Regions from separate parts of the Rattus norvegicus genome. Here all the other regions are linked to region 1. A link is a contact called in public Hi-C data. All regions are on one chromosome and are shown on one strand. The core of a region is the stretch at or near the end of the contact, and the rest is flanking DNA. Distances in the headings are between cores, read along the strand shown.

Region 1 (3,530 bases), core at 334-2,833:
ATAAAAAAAACATAAAGCTAATAGGTAACTAAACAAACTTCATCAATAAAGTTCCTTAAAAGTAAGTTTTATAATGGTTTTCATACTGCAGTAATTCCATTAAGTGGTTAAAATTAGCACCTATGCAGAGGTATATACATCATTCTATTAAAGTGGACACCAGATTTAACAACCAGCCAAGGCTCCAGAGAGCTGCTTCATCTCTTAGAACTAAACCTTTCTAATATCAACTGTAGATTATGGATTTAATGTATGTAAAGGCGAACTTCATTTTTTGTTAGCAACTCAATTTTTCCATTGTGAGCAAAATTTTCTATTCCCTCAATTTTATGCTTGAAAAATTTTATAATATAAATCAGATTTTAGTCCTCACCAAGTATTACTACCACCCGTTTATATTAGAAATAAACTAATAACTATAATAAAGGGCTAGAGGGAAAGGGGTCTTCCAGATTCTTAAAGAATTGTTATTTTCAACTACAGGAATTCTTATCCAGTACTTGTGACAGTTAACATCCTCAAAGAATCAAGCAGATGTTATTTTTGATTTTCACACTGAATACATTTTATATTAAATAAGACAGAGGTATAGAATTTTGCCCAAGGTCACACCTTGGTAAGAAGTAGAACAGAACTGTATTCATATCTGCTCACATAAGAAAGGCTCAGAAAGAACCTGGTCAGTGATTGCATAATGACTGGCTCATACTGGATCTATGGAACCAGGAATGACATTGACTGAACTGGGAAGGGGATGGGGGGTGGGGAGCGTCCAATTTTGGGGAGGGCTCATTCAGCAGGCCTCTGCCAAGAGGAACTAAAGTATGACCTTTACTCCAAACCCTCGGCTGAGACCTTTTCAGCTCTATCTCACGTGTGCATTATAAATTCATGGAGGGAGAAAGGGGAGCAGAATGAGGGTTTCATGGTGGCCCAAGACCCCTTCGTGGCTCTTAGAGGTTAAGGTTCAAGTCTAGAGGTGAGGTCGGGAGTGTGAGTAGTTTAAGGGAGCGAAGGCATCAAAAGTCTACAAGGGTACCAGGTGGAGATACTCGGTTTTCGGGAGGAGATTTAAGATGAAACAAGGTGAAAGACTATGAGACTTGACGGATTCCCTTTAGAGGACGAGACTGGGGCTCTGAGATTCCTATAGCAGCCCAACTGTCACAGGGCCTCAGTTTTGGAGGGAGAGGAACGATCTCGGTGCGAGCCGTTCAGGATTCATTACCTGCCGGGTGGTTGTATAGCGGCCTCAATTTCTTTGGCAGCAACAACTCCACTTTATCCATGAGTCGGTGGTAGGTGGCCCGCAGGCCTCGGGCGCCGGCAGCTGCCATCTCGGCGGCCTAAGGATCCACTGCAGCTGGGTGGGAGCGCCGCTGTGTCCGCGTTCCTGGCTGACAATGAAGGGCGGCTCGTCACTTTCCCTCTACAGCGCTAGGTGTCCGTCTCCGCCCTAGGGCGCCCTTCCCTGGCTCTGCCAGCCAGAGGTGAAGCACTTTGAGGCCGAGTCCGGAGAAGGCTGAGGGGGTGGAGGCTCAGCAAAAGCCCGCCCCAGCCCGCCCCCTGCGAGCGGGAGTGGGAGACAGAGGAGGAGTCATGGCAACAGGTGCTAAAGAGGTCGCCGAGCTAGGGCTGCAAGCGCTGGGCGGACGAGGCATTGCGCAAGCTTAACGGCCTGCTCTAATTGGCTGGCCTCACAGAGCGGAAGAGGCGTGGTCAGACTCTCACCTCCTTCCGGTCCTAGAGGACATTTTGGAGAGGGGAAACTGAAGCCGCGCTTCTGTCCTGTCCCTCACTTTGACTAAGAAGGGTGTAGTTAAAATAAGCTTTCTGGGCTTTCCTCGCCCGAACTAAAGATGACGCCGCACGCCTGTCGGAGTTTCTTTTATTTACTTATTATTTTCGAGTCGGTGTCTCGCTATGTAACCTAGGCTGTTTTGGATCCTGCCATCGTCCAGCCTCCCGAATGCTGGAATTACAAGCATGAGTCATCACGCCCGGTTTTTTTTTTCCTTTGAATCGAGAGGCGTGAGCGAGACAATTTCAGCGGCTTCCGTCATTACTCTTTTATCCATAGACAATTAAGGAGTGGGCTAGAGCGGCCTTAATCTACTCTCCTAGGGTGAGGGCAATCGTGACGCACGCCGGCTTCTGTTGCCGGTGGACATCCTCTCGCGAGAAAGGCCGGGAGGGGCGTGGTCTAGTGAGGAGAGGGAGGAGCTCGCGGCCGCCTCCGCCTTCGCCTCCGCCTCCTGCGGGAGGGGGGTCGAGGGAGGGGACTGTTGCTGATCTCTAGATGTTCTGGGTAGTCTGAGGAGAGTATGTGGCGAGCAGTGGCCCGGGTGCCTCTCCGCTCCCGGGGAGAAGGCGCGGCCGTGGCTGCCGCCCTCTAAGTCGCGGCGCCAGCGAGGCCCGGCGCGCGCATGGTGCTGGTGCCGCTCGGGTGTTGATCGGCCTGTCCCCTCCCTCTCTTCCCCTCCCCACCCCCCGCGGTGGTCTCCCCTTTCCACCCCAGCCCCAGCAGAGCCATGTCTCGGAGTGGCTCCTGCCCGCACCTGTTGTGGGACGTGAGGAAAAGGTCCCTTGGGCTGGAAGACCCGTCCCGGCTGAGGAGCCGCTACCTGGGTGAGCGGGGGCCCCGGGGCGGCGGCGCTGAGGTCGCCGCCCAGAGGTGGGGGAGGGGGCGCCGCCAGGGCTGTTGGCGGTCGGACTGTGCCTCGGCCGGGGCGCCCCGCAGGCTAGGTGTCAGGTGGGATGACGGTGATCCGGGCCAGCACCTCTTAAGGTCAGGTCCCCTTTGCAAGCTGCCAGTCGCGGCTCAAGCTGGGCTTCCCTGGGAGAGCCGGGCCGTGGGGAGGTGGCACTAGCCCGGGAAGGTGTTGGGGTCGCTCGTGGGCTGGGACTCCGGAGAAGACTTGGCGAACCTTACGGAGATGCCACGTTGAACGCAAAAGTTGGCGCTTTTGCTTTTCTCCGAAGCTGTCCCCGCTTAGCTGAAGATCTCAGGTGTAGGTTGTCCTCCTTCTTCGGCTTCCGCAAGAATTTAGATGTCGCCGGAGACGCTGTTGACCACCCTCAGGGACTTCGCACCCCAAGCCTGGCTCGCTGTAAACCATGGCGCTGAGCCCAAACCTAAAAGAGATCACGGAGCTCTCCCCACCCCCGCGCTTTCCCAGGTCCAGCCTGCTGTCAGTACTGTGGACCTCTTTTAGGTGGTGTAGGATTTCACGTTCCTGTTCCCACCCCTGGAAAACACACTTGGCATTTTCTGTTTCTTAGTTAAGCTTTCTAAAAACAACCTCCAGTACTGTGGGCGCAGTATTCCACCTTTTTCGTTTTATGTATCATGAGTTTTGGTGCGTGTGCTGGGTCATGCCAGAGTCAACTAAAAAGTCCTGTTTCTTCAAAGTGCCTCCTCCCCCAACTCTGTCTTTTCTTTGACAGGTAAAAGGATTTGTTGCTGTCATTTGTTTTTTTTTTTTTTTTTTTTACTACAACAAAAATAGAAGGAAATGAAATCTTAGTAG
Region 2 (3,530 bases), core at 729-3,228, 180 kb after region 1:
ATTTTGCTAATTTTTCACTGGTAAAATTCCAGAAAAACAAGTATGGAAATAAAATATAAAACTGTAGGTTCAAAGATGGAGGAATGTAATTTTAGAGTCAATTGAACATGGATTGATATGTTGTAGTTAGGAGAGACTCTCCATTCAGTATGATAGTGAGTGTGAATAGCAGACTTCTTTTTTTTTTTAAAGATTTGTTTATTTTATGTATACGAGTACACTGTAGCTTTCTTCAGACACACCAGATCCCATTACAGATGGTTGTAAGCCATCATGTGGTCGCTGGGATTTGAACTCAGGACCTCTGGAAGAGCAGTCAGTGCTCTTATCCACTGAGCCATCTCTCCAGCCCGAATAGCAGACTTCTTGTTGTTGTTGTTGTCAGGTAGGATGATTGAAACTAAACTCAGCCATGACCTATGCTGAAAGAACTAGAGACACATTTGTTTGTTTATTGAAATAGTGAATACATAGTCCTGGAATTTGCTATGTAGACTAGGCTGTTCTCCAAAATTACAGAGATTCTATACATTTTTCTTGCCCTCATGCAGAAAAATCCAAAGGAAGACATCGTGTAGTAAAAATGTTGGATGGAGCTGGGCTTGGTGACACACACACACACACACACACACTCCCAGCACTTGGAGAGGAGGAGGAGGAGGAGGAAGAGGAGGAAGAGGAGGAGGAGGAGGAAGAGGAGGAGGAGGAGGAAGAGGAGGAGGAGGAGGAAGAGGAGGAGGAGGAGGAGCCTAGGCTGGCTGTATGCAACTCTTTCAGAAAGAAATGGGGATGGAATTCATTACATGTAATTTGCTCATTCACCTCCTTATTAGGTGTTCTAGAAGATCTAGATAATGTGAGGTTCACAATGTAACATTAGTGAGAGGGTCCCAGCCTCCTTGGGAAGTGCTTCAGTGGCCAACCTCTGTAGGCCAGTGATGGGAGACAATCCTCCACCATTCAGGATGAGATGCCCTACTTTGCATAAGCAATGTAAATAGAGTAACTGTATAGGAGGCAAGGACAGGAGGCCAAGGGAATGAATTAATCCAGAGACCGTGGGCAGGGGAAATTGATGATGGGTTTCTGGGACAGAAACACAAACAGAAAATACCAGAGGAGGAAAAGGTTTATTTGGCTTAACACCTTCAGGAAGTCAAGGCAGGAACTGAATCAGAAATCACGGAGCGAAGCTGCTTAGCGGCTCCAGAGTGGATGAAACAAACACTGAGAGAATGATTTGTGGAGTAAGAGGGGTTGCTGGAATTAAGATGAACAGTTTTGAGATGCTCTAACATTAAACCATCTCATTTTGAGGCAGCCGAAGCCTAAAATAAGCCCAAAGGTGCGCACGGTTGTACTGCAACCACGGAGGGAGCACCAGGCTTTCAGCGGTGTTTCCACTACGCCGGTGTGCAGGTAGAAAAGTCTTAAAATATCATAAGGATATTTTGCCGTTCCTTTTGCAGTACTAAAAATCGAACACAGCGGCTTGCACGGTAATGTGCTGCTTTTCCACTGAGATGCAAGGCGGAGCCACTATCAGTCATTGACTCAAAGGCCGCTGTCGGTTTTGGGCCTCCTAAACACTAGGGACGTTTGGGTATGCCCTCTTCGCCGCGACTCCTAAGCACAAGAGGTGATGACATCGCTCGGCGACGTCTGTAAGGAGTAGGTAAGGCACCGGGCTCTGGATCCAGAAAGACGAATTCCCACACCCACTCTGGGGTGACGTCACCCGAAGAATTCAGGACAGCCCACCATAGCGACACCGAGGCGCTTAAGTCCCGCCCCTTAGCGTCTTCACGTAAGACGTGAGTCATCCTGAGCTAGTGGCTGGTCCCGGAAGTAAAACCAGGAGGGGCGGAAGAGACGGCGGAAGGGCGGGCCCATCGGCGCGGCGGCAGGGGGCGGGGCCGAGATGGTAACGGACGCGCCCAGGAGCCGCGCTGCAGGGAGGGCCATACTGTGACCGCTGCCGCAGGCGCTTGCTCAGAGTAGCCCTGCGGCTCCGCTTCTGCCATGATGATCCACGGCTTTCAGAGCAGCCACCAGGACTTCTCCTTCGGGCCTTGGAAGCTTACCGCGTCCAAGACCCACATCATGAAGTCTGCGGATGTGGAAAAGTGAGGCTGTGGGGCGGGGCTGGACCGGGACGGGCCAGGACGGGCCGGTTCGGATCATTGTCGGGGGTAGGGGTCGGACAGGTTCGGTGCAGCTTCGCGCGGTTCTCAGGGCCTCAGGCTCGGTCCCTCTGACTGACCGTTGATTGACAACTTCAGTAAATAGTCCTGTCCCCTGCTCGCGACCTCCGCTTGCTGGAACTGTCGTTCCGCAGGGTTGAACTGAGCGCGGCTGTTTGGTGGACTTCACCCTTCGCCTCTCCTTTTTTCCCTACCTTAGCCTGCGCCACCTTTCTGGGGGCGGATGACCTGTTTCCTTGCGGGCAATGACAGAGATGATATTTATGTTTTGCTTTTAGCTTGTCTGGTTCCGTGGTGGGCTCTTAAGGTTCTGAACATGATCCATTGAGTACCACAGACTCATAGTTCGTGAGACCGTTAAATGACTGTGTGACTGTTTAGGATGAAGATACATAGCCGGAGCGATTTTAGGTTTTCTTTTTTTTCTTTCTTTTTTCCTTTTAGCAAATTAGGTGCTGTGATAAGCACTTGAGATAGGGAAGATGAAAGATAAAAGTCCCAAGGAATTCATAGTTTCGTGAGAGACTGTTATATTATTGTGTGGCTGTTTAGGATGAGGACGTAAACGGATGGATGGATGGATGGATGGATGGATGGATGGATGGATGGATGGATGGAGATCAGTGCATCTGGGCAGAATCTTGATTAAGTCTGGAGACTGGATGGCGTGTAAAGCCGACACTCAGAGTGAGCTCTGAGGTGTTTGGGGGTGCCTAAACTGTATCTTGATAAAGTTTGGGGGGCATCCTGACAGAGTGTTGCCTCTCGCGTCATTGAAGAGTTCTCTGTCTTGCTAAGAAGTTTGGATTTTATATAATAGCCACCTGCTGTATGTAGTTTTACTCCACGTGCATTATGGTTGAGTCTGAAAGGTTTCTTGGAAGTGTAGAAGATGAGTTCAGACTGGGATGCTGGAAAGGAGGCCAGTAAGCAGGAAAGAGGATAGAAGCTGAGATTTAAGTGCTTACGTTTGGTGGCCAATTGATGGATAGAAAGAAAAAGGGAGGCTCTACAGGACATTTTTTTAAATTTACATATGTAAAAGAATTTTTTAAAAACATAAGTTGTTTCAAATGTTATAAATTCAGACTAGTTTGTGTATGCATTTTCCTGCATTGCATGTGGGCCTAGTTGGGGGGCTGGGTCCCCTGAATGTTAAACAGGGCCCAAACACCTCATTTCTAATGTCATGCCTTGCCTTTAACAAGTAGACATTACCAGTGATAGAGTTGAAAGGCAGCATTTGAAGCAGCCTACCTTAATAACGGAGACTCTTATGTAACTGTGCAAGTTTTTCCAGATAAACTGGGAAAACCCATGGAGCTG
Region 3 (3,530 bases), core at 307-2,806, 160 kb before region 1:
AGCAAATGACAATCTGTGAAGATTTGACGCGTGCCTTTGAGAACCGCTGTTCCCATTAGCCGCAGGTATCTGCTTTGTTTTCTCTTCGTGAATGGCTGAGGTGAGTGTGGTGGCCCATGCCTTTAACCCAGCATTCGGGACCTTTATTTCCAGCACTCAGGAGGCAGATCTCTGTGAGTTAGAGGCTGACCTGGTCTACAAAGCAAGTTCCAGGCTAGCAAAGACTACACAGAGAGACCCTGCCTCAAAGAAACAACAAAACTCAAAAAGATTGTGTTAAAAATTGAGTATCGGGTTGTCTACGCTGAGTATCGGACATGTGCTACTTGAAAGTAAAGTCTAAGGGGCTGTGCATCTACAGATCAGTGAACACAGACATCTATTGGAAGGACTTGTGCACAGGAAAGGCAAAAATGTTGTGATAAGCATTCCTGGCTTTCACCAATTGCCTGGTAATTGGGAATTTGCTCTACTGCACGGTTAAGGGGCTAGACCAGCAAAAAACATCGGAAGGACACTGTTAAGACAGGCTTTTGACAAAATCCTGAAACGAGAGACTGCATTGTGGTCGACTGGACCACCCCCGCCTCTATTCTTGTTCCTGTCCAAAGCTTGTTTTCCTTCCCCAGACTCTCAGTTGGATTTTCCTGCTCTTCGGTCACTCTCATCTGTTTTGTGTTCTGGTCCCTCCTTCTTCCCTCTTTGAAGACCATTCTCAGAATCCTCCCACACTAGGATTTGTTGGGCAGCTAGAACGCAGCAGGCACTTTTCTGAATCGAAGTGAGGCACATCCTCCGAACTCACTTCTCATCTACAGGCCGAGGGACATTGATACACTAAACAAACAGTAAGCGCATTCATTGATGATCTAGGTGGCCAGAAAGAGTTCCAATTCCCACTCCTTTCCTGTCCTTTGAAAAGCCAAAAGAAGGACTGCTCAGAAGTTAGGGCAAGATGGAGACTTCTCATGTTGCAACGCAAATGATCCAGTTCAGGCAAAGACAGACACTCGGCATAGGTCAAAGAGATGGTGGCTCCTTTTCTATCTGGACGACTGGATGGAAGTCTTTCCTCACCTCACTCTTCACTCCTACCCCTCCCCCACCTGGTCCCTAAATTAATTGCTTTTCTTTAGGTGAGGCCAGGAGTAACCAAGCAGATCCTAGTCGGAGATCAATCAGATCGGGACTTGGAAGAGAACGTGGGGAGGAACATTAAGAGAACTGTGGGGCTGGCCCCTCAGCGAAGAGGGCAGCCTCTGGCGGCTGCGGGCCGAAGGGCAGCCCCACTCCAGCCACGCAGGCAGGCTCAATGTAGTGCCGCTGCAGAGGCACAGTACGCGGGCATGCTGCACTGACACACCAAGGGCGGGGCCCGGGGGGCGGGGCCTTGCTCGAGGGGGGCTGACGGGGACTCGAGTTGTCCAATGGCTTCCTTCACAGGTTGCCAGAAAGACCAATGAGCGGGCAGCGGGGCGGGCACGGGGGCTGGAGCTGGGCTGAGGGCTGGCGGTTGGCCACTGGGGCCGGGAGCAGGGAGCTGTGGCGTGGAGGTGTCCTCGCGCCCGCAGCCGCGATCCGGAGCTGTGTGGTCTCAGGCAAGCGAGCCAACCGCTGCGGGAACCCGGGCGGAACGGAGCGGCGGGAGCAGGATGGCAGAGGCCGTCGGAGCCGTGACATTGATTGCGGCCCCGGCCCGCCGGCGCTGGCTGTGGTCGGCGCTAGCCGCGATGCTCGGGCTGTGTGAGTGATGCCGGGCCAGGGTCGGGCGGGGGCTCCGCGGCCGTGCGCGCGCTCGGGGCGCCGCGGAGGGGAGGGGGCGCGGCCTGCGCGCTCTTGGGGCCCGGGCACGCCGCCCGGGGAGCGCGGCCCAGAGCCGAGGAACCTTTCTTTGGATCCTTTTGCTTGGAGGGCGGAGATGGGGGCACCTTACCTTGTGGCTCCCTGGGGGCAATCCCAGGAGCCCACTCACGCCCAGTCCCCTGCCGTCGCTTCCTGGTGATTCTGGATCGCTCAGGACTGCCCGGGGGTCGGACTCTAGAATTGAGGTTCTCCACCTTTGGGAGATGGCGGAAGATTGTAGGATTTTTCACCTGTGGGGCCTTTGTTGGTTTATTTCCTTGTTTAAACCAGTGTTTTTCCTTTACCTGCTAAGATCTATTTCGAATGTTCTCAGATCCATTCTTAATGCTCTGTGGTTGAAAACTCAGAACCTCATTTATATCACCTCGGGGGTCTGCAAATCACAGAAACGAAATTTATGTTACTTCTAGACTAGAAAGCAAAGGCTTAAAAGAATTCGGTCGAATTCGTTTTAATGGTAAACATGGGCACCGTAGTTTGACAAGACAGAATTATTTCCAAAGCGTGCTTTTACTTTGATTTAAAAAGCCTCACTTCCAGGCCCTTTCCAAATAACCAGACTCAAGATTTTGATAAAGGCTCCGGCTTGGTTTATGTGAAGTCTTGGGCGAGTTGTTTTATGGGACGTCTGAAGAAGTGTCTGCCCCAGGACTTTTTTTGTGTGTTGTTCAAAACAAAGTACTTGTTTCTGTCTCAGAATTCGGTTAAGTAGTGGTTACTGAGAGGACGAACTGCTAAGAAAACACGGAGGGGGTTCCTCCCACTCATTTCTTTTGTTGTGTAAAATGTAATTTGTTCAAAATCCATTACTCAGTACTTTCGTGCAAAAGTTCTTAATGTAGTAGTCCCTGGAACCAGAAAATATAGGTAAGATTCTGTTATAGAGGTGAACATGGAGAAGGTTCCTTTTCTGTGTATCAGATGGGATCTGTTCTGTTTTAACCCCCTGTTTCTCCTAAGGAAACAGAAAGATGTGGGTTTTTTGTTTTGTTTTTGTTCTTTTTTGTTTTATGAATTGGTGTGGGTTGTATTTGTGTTTAAGCAAAGGAGGACAGAACAGACCGAAACTCCACTTTATCAGACCTCTTGTGGGCTGAATTGTGTAATGTCAGACATTGCTGTTGGGGACAGGGCAGTCAGAGTGATCTTAAGTTCAGGGTGTTATAAGCAGCAGAAGCAGAAACTTTGTGTTATGAATGAAATGCCACCTGCTCTGGTATAAAAGAAACCATCTTTTTTTTTTTTTTTTTTTTTTTTTTTTTAAATAGAAGCCAGGTATTGTGGCTCATGCCTAAAATCCCAGCACTTGAGTGGCTGGGACATGAGTTGGAGGCCAGTCTGGGCTGATTTGAAGGAACTACACATAAGGGTTCATCTTTACAAAACGTTCTTTTGAGACAGCATCTCACGGTTTATCACAGGCTGTTCTTGAACTGGGCATCTTCCTGCCTCCACCTCCCAAGAGCTGGATTAAAGGTGTATACCACACGTGACTTTTCTGTTTTTGAGGTTTCTTTTCACCATGTTGTCTAGACTGGCCTTTAACTCCTGGGCTCAAGCAATCCTGCTTCAGCCTCCAGGCACCTGGGAGCTGGGAACACACCACCGTTTTCATCTAGAATAGCTTCTCAAGTTCTGTTCAGTTACTTAGCAAATAGCTATCAGCA

Evidence for each region. A called contact is a pair of places that touch in the nucleus more often than the background predicts.
Region 2: a contact with region 1 is called in a Hi-C map of liver, with 5 times the contacts expected there. The contact joins the promoter of Tiprl here to the promoter of Mpc2 in region 1. A contact is called at or near these places in 2 of 12 Hi-C or Micro-C datasets (frontal cortex and liver).
Region 3: a contact with region 1 is called in a Hi-C map of prefrontal cortex, with 3 times the contacts expected there. The contact joins the promoter of Mpzl1 here to the promoter of Mpc2 in region 1. A contact is called at or near these places in 4 of 12 Hi-C or Micro-C datasets (frontal cortex, liver, mammary epithelial cells and 1 more) and 1 of 1 datasets of contacts at active chromatin or transcription factors (oligodendrocytes).

What each region holds. Positions count from the first base shown.
Region 1 is chr13:80,259,309-80,262,838 of GRCr8, reverse strand. It overlaps Mpc2 (mitochondrial pyruvate carrier 2), which reads right to left and starts at 1,583. Exons shown (of 5, transcript NM_001077643.2): 1 at 1,229-1,583. The coding sequence starts at 1,337. It overlaps Dcaf6 (DDB1 and CUL4 associated factor 6), which reads left to right and starts at 2,329. Exons shown (of 19, transcript NM_001305159.2): 1 at 2,329-2,628. The coding sequence starts at 2,532.
Region 2 is chr13:80,083,488-80,087,017 of GRCr8, reverse strand. It overlaps Tiprl (TOR signaling pathway regulator), which reads left to right and starts at 1,978. Exons shown (of 7, transcript NM_001109667.1): 1 at 1,978-2,126. The coding sequence starts at 2,023.
Region 3 is chr13:80,420,254-80,423,783 of GRCr8, reverse strand. Mpzl1 (myelin protein zero-like 1) reads left to right here and starts at 1,556. Exons shown (of 6, transcript NM_001007728.1): 1 at 1,556-1,743. The coding sequence starts at 1,653.